Linked DNA regions of Hordeum vulgare: region 2 is linked to region 1. The links are chromatin contacts, called in public Hi-C maps. All regions are on one chromosome and are shown on one strand. The core of a region is the stretch at or near the end of the contact, and the rest is flanking DNA. Distances in the headings are between cores, read along the strand shown.

Evidence for each region. Hi-C and Micro-C count contacts between places; a contact is called where the count stands out from the background.
Region 2: a Hi-C map of leaf shows a contact between it and region 1, with 4 times the contacts expected there. The contact joins the promoter of LOC123452247 here to the promoter of LOC123398190 in region 1. A contact is called at or near these places in 3 of 6 Hi-C or Micro-C datasets (leaf and seedling) and 1 of 1 datasets of contacts at active chromatin or transcription factors (embryo).

Annotation. Positions count from the first base shown.
Region 1 is chr5H:113,027,366-113,030,464 of MorexV3_pseudomolecules_assembly, forward strand. It overlaps LOC123398190 (trafficking protein particle complex II-specific subunit 130 homolog), which reads left to right and starts at 1,512. Exons shown (of 21, transcript XM_045092690.1): 1 at 1,512-1,802; 2 at 2,429-2,658; 3 at 2,786-2,967. The coding sequence starts at 1,739.
Region 2 is chr5H:113,385,945-113,389,223 of MorexV3_pseudomolecules_assembly, forward strand. LOC123452247 (splicing regulatory glutamine/lysine-rich protein 1) reads right to left here and starts at 1,665. Exons shown (of 6, transcript XM_045128871.1): 1 at 1,346-1,665. The coding sequence starts at 1,578.

The sequences.
Region 1 (3,099 bases), core at 262-2,761:
TGCCGGCGTTCGAAGTATGTCGTCCACAACATGATGCTGTTGGGGGCGTACCTCAACAAGTTCCGCGAGCTCTCCGGCAACGGCGACCGGATGCGCGCGGTCTCCGCTCGTCGGTCAGCTCCAGAAGGCAGGGGTGGCACTCGGACTTCACCGGCGCTCAGCCTCCACGAGCCCAACACCCGCATGTGCGGTGGCGCCGGATAGTCCACCTCGTAGAGAAGGCGGGCCTCGTCCTCGTGGAGGTGCCGGCGGCCGAAGCCATTAGGTGCTGCTCCATCGCCGGGGAAGCGCTCGACCATTTTTGGGGAGAAAGAGGGAGAGGAGGCGCCGGTGACGAAATAGGAGAGGGCGTCGACGGCGAGATACTAGCGAGAGAGGCGTGTGTCCATCGACGGGGAGAGGGGCGACTTATATAATTGCGGGCGGGCGGGCACGCGGAGCGGTGCCGAATGGACGGGACGTGCGTCGCCGCGCCTTCACTACGACGGTCGTGAAGAATCAATGGAAGGCTGACCGACGGTGCAACCTTCGCAGTGATTCTCGCGGGAAACGAGGCGATGAGGATGATGACCGCGCGTCAGTCGCTGACTCGGTGGGTCCATAGTTGTTTCGTGCCAAAAACGTTTACGCCGGCGCCCCCATGCGCCCCTAGCACGTTGGGTTCGATCTAGGACCGTCGGGGCCAATTTCCGCCCTAACCGATGAAAAAGGGCTCCTGGGGCACGATTGGGCCATTTTTTCTCCGCCGACGATTTTTTTTGGCCTGGGGGACTTGTTGGGGCGCAGTTGGAGATGCTCTAACGACTCGACCTACACAACCGTAGCCAGCGAGGACAATTTTTATGTTTTGACCTAACAAATTCCGGAATTGGTCTTATTTTCAGAAAAAATTGAATCTGAGCTCTTTTGGTGACGCCAACATCCGTAACATCTGGTTTGCATGGAAGACACCAAGGTCCCTGATGTTTTGCATGACCGGCTTATCTGTTGAGTCTGTGACGTGACTCGATACCACACGCGAGGGACCCTGACGTCTCGTCGTGGACCAGACCCCAAGGACTCTCACGTTTGGTACCAAAAGCTAGTGACCCTGACGTCTCGTCAGAACAGATCACACAAACATTTTTTTGATAACATGTGCCACGTTATCCATATGCCAAGGTCCCCGACGTTTGGTACAAGACGCGAGGGTCCTTGGCATGTGGTCCAGGACGAGACGCTATGGTCCGTGGCGTGTGGTCCAGGATCAGACGCTAGGGTCCATGGCGTGTGATACCGAGGCACGTCACACACTCAGCCGATCAGCCGATCATTCAAGTCCATATCATACGTTAGGGATCTTAGCGTCTTCCATACAAATCAGATGCCATAGATGTTGACATCACCAAAAGAGGTTAGATTTGATTTTTTTTAAAGTAAGGTTAAATTTAGAATTTGTTAGGCCAAAAGTCAAAACACAAAAATTGTCCAACGAGCTACTCAGTTGGACCACCGCACGGCCTCTTCGCCCCGTTAGCCATTTGCCCGCTTCGCACCCGACCCGACCCGCTTGAGCGCCTGCCGCCTTGTCGTCTCCACCAAACTCAACTCCCCCACCACTCTCCCCTCCCCTCCGCATCTCGCCACTCCCCCGCCTCGTCCCTGTCTCCGGCGACCTCCCTGGCGGCGGAGCGCTCGCCGCATGGAGGAGTAGCCCCAGCGCCGAAGCTATCTCATTGCCCCTGAGCCGGCTGCGGTCATGGCCAACTATCTGGCACAGTTCCAGACCATCAAGTCCTCCTCCGACCGCATCGTCATCGCCGGTACGCCACCCCCTCTTTTAACTCTACTCCTAACCCCTCGGATCCCATCCCTACCATGAAACGCGCTCTCTCGCACGCTGCCGCGACTCGCAGCATAGCGCGATCTGCGCAGCCGGCCCGCGTGATCTCGGGCCTACGCTCTCGGGTTGCGCCCGATCAGGCGGCAATTGGAGACGAAATGGTGACATCTATAGAGAATAGAGATGAAATGGTGGTCTCGGGCTTGCTGTGACATCTTGTTGAGTGATATTCATGGTGATCTGAGGACTGGAGGGTTGTGTTTTGCCTCCTGCTGGTCGCATCTCAATTAGTGACAAGTGAAGTTCGCAGTGCTTAAGCTAATGGGAAATGAGTGTTGTCTCCAATTTCCAATTTGGCCAAACAATTTGCATGGAAACCACATAATGCACCAGCATATTATGAAATTTATCTCAAATTGCACACATCTGTAGTGTTGTAGTGTTGGACAGGCAGATGCCCATTGGTATAGCCCGGAGCTATACAATGAAAGTTGACTAACACGACTACTTTTGCTCCTCACCGCACATGCTGACAAAATGCGAGATCAAATTTGTGTATTTGTTATATAATTTCCTTCTCATACAGCAAATAATCTTTTGTAACAGTTGAGGATGTCAGTGACTTGTGGCTCAACGTCAAAGATAGTTTCAAGCAGCGCTTGCCAGTCAAGAAAGCCTGTCTCAATAACAAGGCGAGGAACCCTGTTCTTGTGGAAAACCTACCAGCTGAGTTTATACAGACAACTGATTCAAGGCTGCGTAGTCGGTTTCCACAAGAACAATACTTGTTTTGGTTTCGCGAACCGTATGCTACTGTTGTTCTTGTTACTTGCGAGGTATTTCTCTCCACATTTTTAAATATATCATGCTGCATGCTGCTCTTTCTGATTCTAGTCTTAGATAACATCACTTTTCAAATGGACCATGACTTTTTGCCATCCTTCACATATATGACATGTACAGGATCTTGATGAGTTCAAGACCATTCTTAAGCCTCGCCTCAAATTAATTGTGCAAAATGATGAGAGAGAATGGTTCATTGTATTTGTGTCGAAGGCCCATCCTAGCAATGATCAAGCAACTAAGATGGCAAAGAAAGTATACGCTAGGCTTGAGGCCGATTTCAACACTAAAAAGAGAGAAAGGTAAGTTTCTTGCCATGTCTCCATAGTGGAGTTAGTAACACACATATCCGTGTGCTGAATATTTGTATGTATTTGTTGTTTGACTTCAACATCCTACTGTCACATGTCATCTTGCACTGATTTTTTTCGGAG
Region 2 (3,279 bases), core at 415-2,914, 360 kb after region 1:
GGTTCACCTAAACTTGTTCCTGACTGCAAGGGAGAGGGATCCCAATTCCCTACAAGCCAAAAATACAAACAAAACTGGAGTCCTAAACTCAAATACAGTTCCCCTTGAACAAATACAAACTAATTTTAGTATGTGTTTCGCTTGGGTTCGCAGAACAACTTTTCTTCAGGAAGGCGGCCTGCCCAGAGTTTGACATCATAATAGCTCAAATCACAGAGAAAATTTCATCAAAGAATAAGATGTCGATTTGAAATGACCAGACGACCCCCACCTCCACTTCTTAGAAAATATATCAGCACCCTCAGCTCGTATCTAAGAAGTTCTTATCTTGAGTGACTTTTATTAACTGATGAAATAAAAGTTCTTATCTTGAGTGACTTTTATTAACTAATGAAAGAAAAGAACACCGCTTGTTACAACTTAAAAGTTCCGGATTTAGATCACAACCATTCTCCTCCCATAGTCTCCTTATCACCTCACATGATTACATTCCTTGATCAGCACTACAGCTCTATCCCCATCAATAGCAATCCCATGCAGAACAGTAATTTCGCTCAATTTCCAGCATATATTACTGTCAACGTTGGTTCTTTTCACAGGAAAAAATATCATCATAGAATGAAACATCGACTGCCAATGACCAGATGGCCCTCATCTCCACTTCTTAAAAGACATGTCACCCCAAAAATTGGTAAATGTGGCACTCACTGATCATTAATAAATAGTCAGCAAGCTCAACTCATATCTAAGAAGCCTTTCCTTTATACTCCCTCCGTCCCAAAATTCTTGTCTTAGAATTATCTATATATGAATGTATCTAGTCACATCTTAGTATTTAGATACACCCATTTTTATATAAACCTAAGACAATAATTTTGGGACGGAGGGAGTATCATACAAGAGATATCTGTAACAGAAAGAACAAAACGAAGCTAGTTAAAAGTTCCAGGTTCAAATCGCAACCATAGTTTTCCCCTTATCACCTCACATGCTTTCTGTCTTTGATCAACACTGCAACTCTATCACCACCCATAGCAATCTGAAGTGCAGCATATACTACTGTCCTCGTTAGTTCTTATTACCCAGCCTAGGTATTGTATCTCGGACTTGGTGCAAAATCTCCAACAAGCCCAATTCTAGAAGGAAGAGCTGCGTGTCATTACCCCTTTGATTCCAACAGGGAAATCGAGACACCGATGTTGATCTACGCATATATTTCCTCTCACCCGACCCTCCAAAGTCATCCGCACCAACCGAATCTCCTAGATCACGAGCTCTTTCAGCCTAACCCTAGCTAGCAACGGAAACCTATACACGGAGAGGGGGTGAGGAGGGGGAGGCTCGCCTGTAGCCGTCGTCGTCTGAACGGGACCTCCGCCTCTCCCGGCGGCGGCGCTTGTGGCGGGGCTTGCGGTCCTTGCGCACCTTGAGCGCGGAGGAGGAGGAGGTGGACGGCGCGGCGTCCTTGCGGCGGCTGTGGCGGCGGCGGACGCGGCGGTCGCTCCCCGATGAGGAGGAGGAACCGGTGGAGTCCGTGCTGTCGGAGGAGGAGGATGAGGAGCTGGCGGACGGCGCCATGGCTCGCGGGTCGTCGCGGTGGCGGCGGCGGCGGCGAGGGAAGACGGGGTGTTTGACGGGAAAAATCTCACGCACGTACGTTATTCCTTTCCTCTCTCGCGGAAAAGGAAAGGGTAAAGGAAATGCGAGGAGCGGCTCGATCGATTGTCTCGGTCGGGCAGTAGCCCGGAGGCTGGGCCTCGTGAACCAGACCGAGTCGGCAGACGGGAAGCGCGCGTGTGCGCCGGCGCTCGGCTGAACGCAAGCCGTCTTTTCCTTAAATTAAAAGAAAAAAAAGTTTGAACTAAAATTCCTTAAACTTTTTTTTAGCAGAGTACAATTGAAGTCGCTCACATACACGAGTATACATTCACGCCTATGAACGCATGCACACAGACCCTATCCCTATGAAGACTTTTGAGAGACCGAATCGGCACATCATCTTGAGATTGACGAACTCGTCGCAAACGCCTTCGTAGTTGATAGGAACGTCTCCTCCCACTAAACGCACAGCGCTGAAAGGTCTAAAATAAATTTAGAAAAAAATGTAAACATCAATGTCAAATCTAAGATTTAAACTCTGGTGGACACGGGATAGCACAGTCCTCCTAACAATCCAACCACGGGTTGGTTTGCATAATTTTTCTGAAACTGCCACCATATACACTCCAATCCTAGTCTACCACAAGTTCACAACCATAACCACAACACCAAACAACCCCCCCCCCCCAACTCTTCCCCACTTCTTTCCCTTCTCTCCTTCACCTTCAGACATGTAGGTGGTAAGCGGCTGGTCGTTATGGATGAAGTACACGCAATATGCTAGTATTCTTTTTTTCCTCTTAATGTTATTGTTATCACATTCTTCGTTGTTACTTGGGTATGGCTAGGGTTTAAAATACAAAAATGATGGTTTCTATGATTTTCTTTTGTCGAAGATGTTAGACATTTGAGCTTAAAAATTGCTCTTTTTTTAATTATTGAATTAGCTAATAGAAAATAATTTTATGTTGCATAATAGGTCTTGTTCAGTAACCATGGATCCAAGTGATTTTGGTGAGGAATTTGTTTGAATTGGGCCTGAGCTAGACTATATTGGGGCGGAGGGGATGATGCAATCTTAGAGATTGTAAGGGACAAGCTATCATTGCCAAAGCTTAAAGGCCCATCTTAGTGATTACATTTCTTTCAGGGTGGTCATGAAGATTACTTTTCTGTATACCTTGTGAAGACATGGCAAATAGATTGTTGCTTTCTGTTTGATGATGTTGGTTGTATGAAAAATGTTATACTACGTTATTAATAAAGGAATAGCTGAGGTAGATGTTGAGTATTTTTTGGAACCAAGATGAAGAAAGTGAAGAGTGGTAGTGCTTCTGAAGATGCGACGGGGAATCAGGAATACGTTTATGCTGTTATAGTCAATAGTAAAACCGAGGTTGTGAGATTGTGTTAGTATTGTTGAATTAGTTGTTATGACTTTCTAAATTTAGTCGTTGAATAGTGTATCATTGTGGTAGTGTACTGAATGGTGTGTCATTTTGGATTATATAAGTAGTAATGTCATTATGATCAGCTAACTTCAGTGTAATACATTTATGTGTTGGCCGACCTAAGCAGTTGTTGTCAAATGTAACCGACATTTTTGTGTGTCATCAATGTGTTTGTTGATCTTACAAGTCGGTGTCAATGCAATGCATTTATGTACTATGATGATATTGA